Regions from separate parts of the Sus scrofa genome. Here regions 1 and 3 are each linked to region 2. Evidence: chromatin contacts called from public HiChIP or PLAC-seq data. All regions are on one chromosome and are shown on one strand. The core of a region is the stretch at or near the end of the contact, and the rest is flanking DNA. Distances in the headings are between cores, read along the strand shown.

Region 1 (3,074 bases), core at 238-2,737, 56 kb before region 2:
CCTAGCCTGGGAACCTCCATATGCCACGGGAGCAGCCCAAGAAATGGCAAAAAGACAAAAACAAACAAACAAACAAACAAACAAACAAACAAAAAAACCAAAAAAAAAAAACCCAAAAAGAACTACTTGTAAAAAAAAAAAATAGTACTTGGCATACATGGGCCACAGTGAATTGGAAGGAGGGAGGGAGGGAAGGAAGGTAGGAAGGAAAGAAGAAAGGTGGGTTGGCTAGTGGATAACAAAACAGGGTATATCTAAATAAGTATTATGCAGCTGTGAAAGGAGCTAAGTTCTGAAACATGGTAACACACAGATGAACCTCAAAATACTATGCTAAGTAAAAGAGAAGGCAGTCACAAAAGGCCACATGGTGTGAGATTTTATTTATATGAAATGTACAGAATAGGCCAATCAATAGAGAAAGAAAACAGATTAGTGGTTGTCAGGGGCTGGTGGAGGGGAACAGAGTGTATATGGACAAGAGGGATCCTTGGAGCTATCAAAGTGTTCTACAACAAACTGCAATAGATCCAGCTTCAACTAAATGGATTAAGCTCAGTGTTATTTACTAAAATTTAGTAAGTGTAACTGAACTTACTTTAAAAATCATTGAACTGAACACATAAAATGGGCTAATTATATTGTATACACATAATACCTTAATAATAAATAATAATAATAAAAATAAGGAGTTCCTGCTGTGGCACAATGGGATTGGCAGTGTCTCTGCTACTCTGGGACATAGGTTCAATCCCTGGCCTGGCATGGTTGGTTAAGCTGTGGGTTGCCACAGGTGTGGCATAGGTGGTAACTTTGGCTTGGATCTGATCTCTGGCTGCGGAACTTCTTATGCTGAGGGTCTGCCAAAATGAAAAAAAGAATAAAGTGGGAGGAATCTTCCACCCCATATTGTGGCTTGCTGTAAAGCTATTTTGGTGAAGACTGTGGTGTTACAAGAAGGCATGGAGATCAATGGACCAGGGCAGAGAACCCAGAAACATTCAACAAACAGCCAACTGATTTTTTTTTTTTTTTGGCTTTGCCCACAGCACGTGGAAGTTTCTGGGCCAGGGAAGGAACCCGTGCCATAGCAGGGACCCAAGCCGCTGCAGTGACAACGCCAGATCCTTAACCCACCGTGCCACAAGAGAACTCCTTTGTGTTCTTTACCTAAACCCTAAAAGCCCTTCACCTAAACCTCATGCCTATGCCAACAATGTTTTTTTTAAAGATAAAACACTGCTACCGCCCCAAAGCAGGAGTCACTTTTGCACTGGTACCTGAAAGATAAGTGAGGACTGGCGCGGTGGAAGGTTGGTGCTCAGGGGCGACGAACAGGTGCCAGAGCCACAACTCTGCACCTCACAGACCCCACCCCCGCGTGCTTACTAGCCAACCCCCAACGAGGTAGGGGCGGGGTGGAATGGCTACGCCGACACCCTGACAGCTAGGGCGGGGCGGGGACCAGAGCCTGGCCACGCCACTTCCGCCGGAAGCTCAATTGTCCGGCTTCCTGTCGGAGTTGGTCCGGCCAGTCCCGAAGCTACTTTTTAACAAGGGAAGGTGCTCCAAATTCGCTTCCTGAAGTCCGTCTCAGGCGAGTTTCGACTAGGCTGGATTCCAGCCCTGCGGCCGGAGCATTCGGGGCCCGAGGGCAGCTGCTGGCTAACAGAAGAGGGCTTTCTCTCTTCCGGAACGGAGACAGCGCACGCAGGCTTCCGGGGGGTCATTTTCCGTCGCCGCGCCGTGCTCCGCCCCCCGCGCAGCCACGTCTCAGCCAGAGCAGCCGGGCCGGGCGTTCGCCGCGGCTTCCGCAGCGCAGGGGTGAGGGTCGTGGGGCGGTGCCTGGGCAGAGGCTTGGGCTGGGGAAGGCGTGGGGAACAGGAGGACAGCGGTTGGGTCGGGGCCAGGGACAGGCGAAGGGCGGCTGGGCTTTGGGCGCACGCGAAGGGCCGGCCAAGGCTCCACCTGGAGCGGCAACGCCCCGCGCTAGTCCGGCTCCTCACCGTTGGTAGCCTCTGGGCCTAGAAGCTGCACTGTGCAGCTGTTAGCGGAACCGGCCTCATAAATATCCCAACATTCGCGTTCTTCCGTAGTGCTGTCCACGCGCGCCGGGGAGTAATTTGTTCAGAGGTTCCCACGGCTGCTGTTGGAGCTGCAGAGAAACATCTCTTGTCCTTGTGTAGAAGTTCTGTCAAGATGACAGGCGTGACATGGTGTCCGGTGGTTAGTGTGAAGCCTGGTTTAAAGAATCCGTGTGTGCTCTGCTCTCTCTCCACCTCGAGTCCATCTCATTTCTGGGTGTTTCACCAGAATGTGTTTCATAGCGGTGTTTTCATCAGTGTAGTGATAATTTCCAGAGGGAGTGGGACCAGGCGTCGTCTCTAGTATGATGCAGGTGAACAGCTCGACCTTCATTCAACAGCTCTTTGCTGAGTGTCGGTCGTGCCCGGCACTGTTCACTGTAGATCCTGGGTGATAGGATTGGAGTCGTGTCAGGGCCTCACTGAGCTCGCGCTGTAGTGGAGGGATACAGACAGTAAATGAAGCCATTTCTGAGAGAGTATTGCGTGGTGCTTGGGCCAGATCTATAAGAAGGTCTTGGGGGAGGTGACTTTTGAGTCAAAGCCTCTATGACAAGAAACTAGCCATGCAAACATGCGATAAGACTGTTTCAGGCAAGATGACCAAGTGTGAAGCCCTGAGGGAGGAGTAAATTGGTGTTTTTTTAGATACAGTATGGCAAGCGTGTAATGAAAAAGGAAGAAAGTGAGAGGGGACAAGGATGCAATGTAGGAAGGGGCTAGACGGTATGCAGCTTCCTAGTTCGTGGTAAGAGGCTTAGATTTTATTGTCAGTGTGATTGAAAACCACTGGGACATTGTAAGCCATTTACTGGGGACTCATGGTTTTTTTTTTAACATTTTAAATTATCCCTTAAATATTGCAAACATTACTGGAGTGATAGCTTTCAGTTGCAGTGCACCTCGAATGGTAAGAAAAGGAAATAAAAATCATATGACATAACTCAAATTCAGAAGTAGTCTTTTTTATTTTTTTTAAGCCAGTTGCCT
Region 2 (3,101 bases), core at 234-2,733:
TTTATGAGAATTCCAAAACTGCCCCACATCCTCACCAAGATTTGATACTGTTGGTCTTTTAGTTTTAATCATTCCGGTGGGTGTAAAGTAGTATCATTGTTGGTTTAATTTGCAATTCACCCATCCTCAAATTCACTGACTTTTCTGTTCTGCTCAAGTGACTATTAGTACTGTCCAATTTTTTTTTTTTTATTTTTTGTCTTTTTGCTATGTCTTGGGCCGCTCCCACGGCATATGGAGGTTCCCAGGCTAGGGATCTAATCGGAGCTCCACAGGCATTAATTTTTTAAATAGAAAAAAACCTAAAGTTCCCATCGTGGCTCAGTGGTTAACGAATCCGACTAGGAACCATGAAGTTGCAGGTTTGATTCCTGGCCTCGCTCAGTGGGTTAAGGATCCGGTGTTGCCGTGAGCTCGGATCCCGCGTTGCTGTAGCTGTGGTGTAGGCCGGCGGCTACAGCTCCGATTAGACCCCTAGCCTGGGAACCTCCATATGCCTCAGGAGCGGCCCTAGAAATGGCAAAAATTAAAATAAAAAATTAATGCATGGATTATAGAGTAAAATTCATTGTTTTATCGTACATGTCTGAGAGTTCTGACAAGCTTAGGTAGTTGTGTCCACCCATCAGGACAGAATGAATGTTTCCACCGGTCCCTAAAATTCCCTGTGTCTCTTTATAGTCTGCTGCGCCCCGGCCCGCGGCGACGACTCCCCAATCTGTCCCTGAGAGTTAAATGGGGTCGCACAGCCTGAAGCCTTACGAGACCCCCTCCGTTTCTTGGGAGACTTAGGTGCCAGCAGGGCTGGGGTACGAAGAGAGTTATCTAACCGGCCAGAGAAGCCGGACACAGACAAGAGTCCGCTGCAGAGTTAACAGGTATCAGTTCAGTCGGCTTGCTTCACGTGGGAGAAACTTGTTCTCTAAAATCGTAAGCTGTCAGTAATTTAGCTGTTGTAAAGTTAAGAATAAAATATCCAAAGCTTGCCTGTAGAATCATAGTCGCTTTGACCCGACGAAGCAGGCACGTCCACACTGCGCAACGCAGACCTGGTCTTTCCAGGGAAACCCTGTGGGTTCATCTGTGATTCCCGCCGCGACCAAAACCTGGGCCCGGCCTAAACCTCCGCACGGACTCACCCGCTAACTACGCCTCCACCGGGCTGCCCACCCCGAGTTTGGACACGCTTTGGGACCCACCCCGAGCTGCCCGCCCCAGGCCTGGGCCCGCCTTGACCCGCCCAGGTACCGCCCGCCTGCGTCAGGACCCCGCGTGCCGGGCTGCCAGCGCCACTGCCTGACCGCTCAGTTACCCGCCCCGCGCCTGTAGGGACTGGAGCCGCGAACGCACTCCCTCGTCTGGCTGCTGGGCGCGGGGACGAGCGCCTTGTTTCGCTCGTGCAGACTCGGCCCCGCGCCAGCCGCTGTCGGGCGCGGCGCCGTCAGGCGGTGGTGCGGACAGCCCGGCACGCGGGGTCCTCGGGCGGCCCTCGGCGGTGGCGGCGGCGGCGGCGGCGACAACCGGGCGAGCGGTGGCAATGCTGTGGCCCCGGCTGGCGGCAGCCGAGTGGGCGGCGCTGGCCTGGGAGCTGCTGGGTGCCTCAGTGCTGCTGATCGCCGTGCGCTGGCTGGTGCGGCGGCTGGACCGGCGGCCGCGGGTCCTGGGCCGGAGTGGACCTCCCGACCCGCTGCCCTGCGCGTCCGCGGCCCCATTCCCAGATCCAGGTAAGGCCGGTCCTCTGTCTCCCGGGATTCATATCCCTTCCCCTCCCTGGTCTCCTCTCTCGGGGCCTGGATCCTACCCCGGCAGGAGTCGGTGTTCTGGGAAGAGACTTGGAGTAAAACTACGGAGTCCTTGACTTACAGATGGGGAAAAGCCGTGAGACTGGAAGCTCGGGTGCCGCGTCTGCAAGCACTTCAGTTAGTTTGAGGCCTTAATTTGAGTAGGCCGAGTGAACCTCAATTGAGGGCATCCGGGACCCCTTGCCCGCAGGCCTGGTTTCTTTCTGGAGGATAAGCTAGAGTTCCTCTAATACTTTGATGGGAAGATGAAAATTTTATTAGCACATAGCACAATTGATGATCTCATCTTGAAATTTCCTGACTAAAGTTGTCCTTACGCGTGACTTATTTCTTAACAGCTGAGAAAACAGGCCCCAGGAATATTTGCTGCGGCAGAGATAACACAGGTCCGAGGCAGAAGCCAGGTGGGGGTGTAGGCCTTTTGACATGGAGTCCAGCTTGCCCTCCATCCTGTTGAGTTTCTGGTTGTTTTACCTTCTCTCATCCCCTTAGGAAAGTTTTAGGTGGCACCTTTAGTGATAGCATGCTGATTTGGCCAGCATGCTGGCTGTCAACACTGTGCCAAAAAATCCAGTGCAGGACACCTGAGACAAGAAATTATGCAGACACTAATGCTAAAGGATGCATGAGGCCAGTAGGGTCTGGGGCTAAGAGATTATAGTTTGGAGTCTTTTTCGCGGTTTTTTTTTTTTTTTTTTTTTTTTTAATGTCTTTTGAGGGCTGAAGGTGCGGCATATGGAGGTTCCCAGGCTGGGGGTCAGATTGGAGCTGCAGCTGCCAGCCTACAACACAGCCACAGGGACGAAGGATCCAAGCCGCATCTGTGACCTACACAACAGTTCACAGCAACTCTGGATCCTTAACCCACTGATTAAGGCCAGGGATTGAACCTGCCTCCTCACGGATACTAGTCAGATTCATTTCCGCTGAGCCATGATGGGAACGCCTATTTTTAAAATGTAGCTTTCATTTTAAAATCTTTTTTTGGTCATGCCCAGGCCATGTACAAGTTCACTCACAACAGCAATGACTCAAGATGCTGCAGTGACAACCCCAGATCCTTAACCCACTGTACCACAAGGGAACTCCTAAGATCATTTTAGATTTTTTTTTTTTTTTTTGTCTTTTTAGGGCCACATTTGTGGCACATGGGGGTTACCAGGCTAGGGGTCTAATCAGAGGTGTTGCTGCCAGCCTACGCCAGAGCCACAGCAATGCCAGATCTGAGCCTTGTCTGCAATCTACGCCACAGCTCACGGCAACGCAGGATTCTTAACCCACTGAGCAAGGCCAGGGATC
Region 3 (3,326 bases), core at 743-3,242, 35 kb after region 2:
GTTCCCTAGTGGTTCAGGGGGTTAAGGATCTGGCATTGTCATGGCTGTGGCTTTAGTTACCACTGTGGTTCAGGTTTGATCTCTGGCCAGGAACTTCCACATGCTGCAGGTGCAGCAAAGAAAAACATATAAGTAAAATAAAATAAATAAGAGAATACTACCCCAGTATATAACCATGAGAAAAAGAGACAAATCCCATGTTGCAGGTGTGGCCATAAAAAGGGAAAAAAAAAAAAAAAAATCCCAATTGAGGGACATTCTACAAAATTCCTAACCAGAGCTCCTCAAAATTGTCCAGGTCACCAAAATAAGGGAAGTCTGAGAAACTGTCAAAACCAAAAGGAGCCAGGGCTGCCTGTCAGGTGGGATCCTGGAAGAGATAATGGACGATATGTAAAAACTGAGGAATCTCAAGAAAGTATGGACATCAGTTAATGATAACATGTAACTGGATCTCTGGTTGTGACAAATATTCTATATTGGGTGTGGAGTATACAGGAACTCTATTACCTTTCCAAGTTTTCTCCAAATGTAAAACTAAAATAGGTTTTTCTTAAAAATTAAAAAAAAAATACCTACGAAGTTCCTGATATGACTAACAATAAATATTAGTTCTGCACCCCACACTCAGAGTCAACTGTCAAGTAGTAAAGAACTAGGACTATGTAAACCAACCCACAACAGCCACTCCCAGACTCCAGAGCAGCGCTGTCCAATAGAAAAAGAACACTGGCAACGTATATAATTTTAAATTCCCAAGTATCCCCATTTACAAAGTAGGAAGAAACGGGAAATTTCAATAACTCACTTTATTTACTCCAATGTATCAAAATACTATCGTTTCAACCCAGTACTTTAAAATCTGCACTGCTTTGTTTTTTAATTCTAATTAACACTGAGTAAACCTAAATATTGTTTCCTGGTCACAGGTGCCACATTTCAAGTGCTCAATAAGAACAGGTGACAGCGAGCGGCCAGGCAGGGGCCCGAGACCCCGGGAAGCTCAGGTTCCTATTCAAGATGGCTGCTAGTCCTTATCCTTCTATATCTTCCCAGCAGATTCCCTTCCTTTTAAGGACCCACATCCACCTCCTTCTCAGCTGGACTGAAAACAGGGAATCATTATCTAATCTGAGGATTCCCAAGTTGAGAGAGAGGAAATAAGGAAGAGAGCCCTAAGGAAGCCCAAGCCCTCGGTCTAGGACGGCAAATAGCCACTTCGGGCTTCCCTGTGTACTGGGCACTGTCCCCGGCATCACTGTGCTAGTTCCTCAGAACGACCCTCCGGTAGACGAGCGTGCTGAGGCTCAGAAGTGGGGCCGGGCGGGACGCACGAGGAAACTGGGGCTCAGAAAAAGTCGGGGGCGGCCCACATCCACAGGCAGCCTTGCAGCCAGAACCGAAAGAGAAACCCGCACGCAAGCCGGCCTCGCCCGCCCTGCCTGCCCCTCTACCGACCCCATCGGCCGAATGTAGCCGCCAGGGCCCAGGAGGGCTCCCGCCGGCGGCCGTCTGGGGCTGCCAGGACTCCACCCGCGGACCCCGCACCTGTCCCAGTTGGGGTCCCAGACGCCGGGCCCGGGGCGCGCGGCCCCCGCCCACGCCGGCGGCTCGACCACGCGCGGCTCCGCGTCCCCGCCCGCGCGGGGCTTCCCCACCGCCACTGCGGAGAAAAGGACCGCAGCCGAGCCCCCAGCCAGGCCGCAGGCCGCCAGCTGCAGCGCCTGCCGGAACGCCATGCCGGCCAGACTCGCGCCAACCCCGCGCAGGCGCTCACGGGCGCGGACGGCACCCCGTGAGGGACACGCTTCGTCAGGCGTGCGCTTCCCGCCGGAGGGTTGCGCGGGGGTCGCCGGGAACGCCCAACCGGGCAGGGGACGACTTCCGGCATCCAAGGTGCAGCCCCCGCGGTGGGCGGTGATCCTCTAATGCTCCTCTCGGTCTGGTGCTGCAGGCCCCGGGTGCCTGCCGTTCCCGACTTCGGGTGGCGAGGGTGGCGGGTGTTCACGCGGCGTTCCAGTGGAGCCGCCTTCGGGGGTGGTACCGACTGGAGCTGGCGCGCCGTGGGGTCTGGGCGAGGGGTCAGCTCTGCAAAGAGCCCGGAGGGAACCCGTGCCCTACAGATAATTGGGGTTCTAGTGTAAGTGAACTGGGGATCTCCTACAGGTTGCTTTGGGTTTGGGGGGGTTTGTTTTTCTAGGGCATACGGAGTTTCCCAGACTTGGGGTAAAATCGGAGCTGTAGCCACCCGCGTTACACCACAGCCACAGCAACGCAAGATCCAAGCCGCGTCTGCAATCTACACCACAGCTTGTGGCAAGGCGGGATCCTTAACCCCCTGAGCGAGGCTAGGGATCAAACCCTCGTCCTCATGGATTCTAGTCCTGTTCGTTAACTGCTCAGCCACGACAGGAACTCCCGGTTGCTTTGTTTTTAAGTAGTAAAATAACACGTAACATAAAACTTAGCATCTTAACCTTTTTTTTTTTTTTTTAACTTTTTAGGGCCGCACCTGTGGCATATGGAAGTTCCCAGGCTAGAGGTCCAACCGGAGCTGTAGCTGCTGGTCTACGCCACAGCCACAGCGACACGGGATCTGATCCCTGTCCTACACCACAGCTCACCGCATTGCCAGATCCTGAACCCCATGGAGGCCAGAGATCTAACCCACATCCTCATGGATCTTAGTAGGATTCCTTAACCGCTAAGCCAGGATGGGAACTCCATCTTAACCATTTTTAGGGACACAGCTCAGTGGCATTAAGCACTTTGTCTTTGTCGTGCCATCTCCAGAACTTTTTCATCTTCTCAAACACTTAACTCCCCACTCTCCTCTGCCAGCCCTTAGCACCCACTACCCTACATTTTATGACTTTGCTCCAGGAATCTTCAGAGAAGTAGAGTCAGGAGTACTGTTGTGGTTCAGTGGGTTACAAACCCAATTAGTATCTATGAGGATGCTGTTTCCATCCCAGGCCTTGCTCAGTGGATTAAGGATCCGGCGTTGATGGAGTTCCTGTCACGGCGTAGTGGTTAACGAATCCAACTAGCAACCATGAGGTTGCGGGTTCGATCCCTAGCCTTGTTCAGTGGGTTAAGGATCTGGAGTTTCCGTGAGTTGTGGTGTAGGTCACAGTCTCGGCTTGGATCTGGTGTGGCTGTGACTGTGGTGTACGCTGGCGGCTACAGCTCTGATTCAACCCCGAGCCTGGGAACTTCCATATGCCACAGGTGCGGCCCTAAAAAGAAACAAAAAATCTCTCTGTGTAAGAGTTCCCATTGTGGCACAGCAGTAACAAGCCTGACTAGTATCCATGAGGACTCAG

The links. HiChIP or PLAC-seq counts read pairs in DNA pulled down with a chosen protein or histone mark.
Region 1: a contact with region 2 is called in an H3K27ac HiChIP or PLAC-seq map of alveolar macrophages. The contact joins the promoter of GOLGA3 here to the promoter of ANKLE2 in region 2. A contact is called at or near these places in 2 of 5 promoter capture datasets (fetal liver and liver), 2 of 47 Hi-C or Micro-C datasets (embryonic fibroblasts and liver) and 1 of 2 datasets of contacts at active chromatin or transcription factors (alveolar macrophages).
Region 3: a contact with region 2 is called in an H3K27ac HiChIP or PLAC-seq map of alveolar macrophages. The contact joins the promoter of PGAM5 here to the promoter of ANKLE2 in region 2. A contact is called at or near these places in 2 of 5 promoter capture datasets (fetal liver and liver), 2 of 47 Hi-C or Micro-C datasets (heart right ventricle and liver) and 2 of 2 datasets of contacts at active chromatin or transcription factors (alveolar macrophages and skeletal muscle).

Annotation. Positions count from the first base shown.
Region 1 is chr14:22,687,817-22,690,890 of Sscrofa11.1, forward strand. GOLGA3 (golgin subfamily A member 3) reads left to right here and starts at 1,488. Exons shown (of 24, transcript XM_021073868.1): 1 at 1,488-1,597.
Region 2 is chr14:22,744,159-22,747,259 of Sscrofa11.1, forward strand. It overlaps ANKLE2 (ankyrin repeat and LEM domain-containing protein 2), which reads left to right and starts at 1,484. Exons shown (of 13, transcript XM_021073939.1): 1 at 1,484-1,724. The coding sequence starts at 1,538.
Region 3 is chr14:22,778,912-22,782,237 of Sscrofa11.1, forward strand. It overlaps PGAM5 (serine/threonine-protein phosphatase PGAM5, mitochondrial), which reads right to left and starts at 1,993. Exons shown (of 6, transcript XM_021073941.1): 1 at 1,549-1,993. The coding sequence starts at 1,739.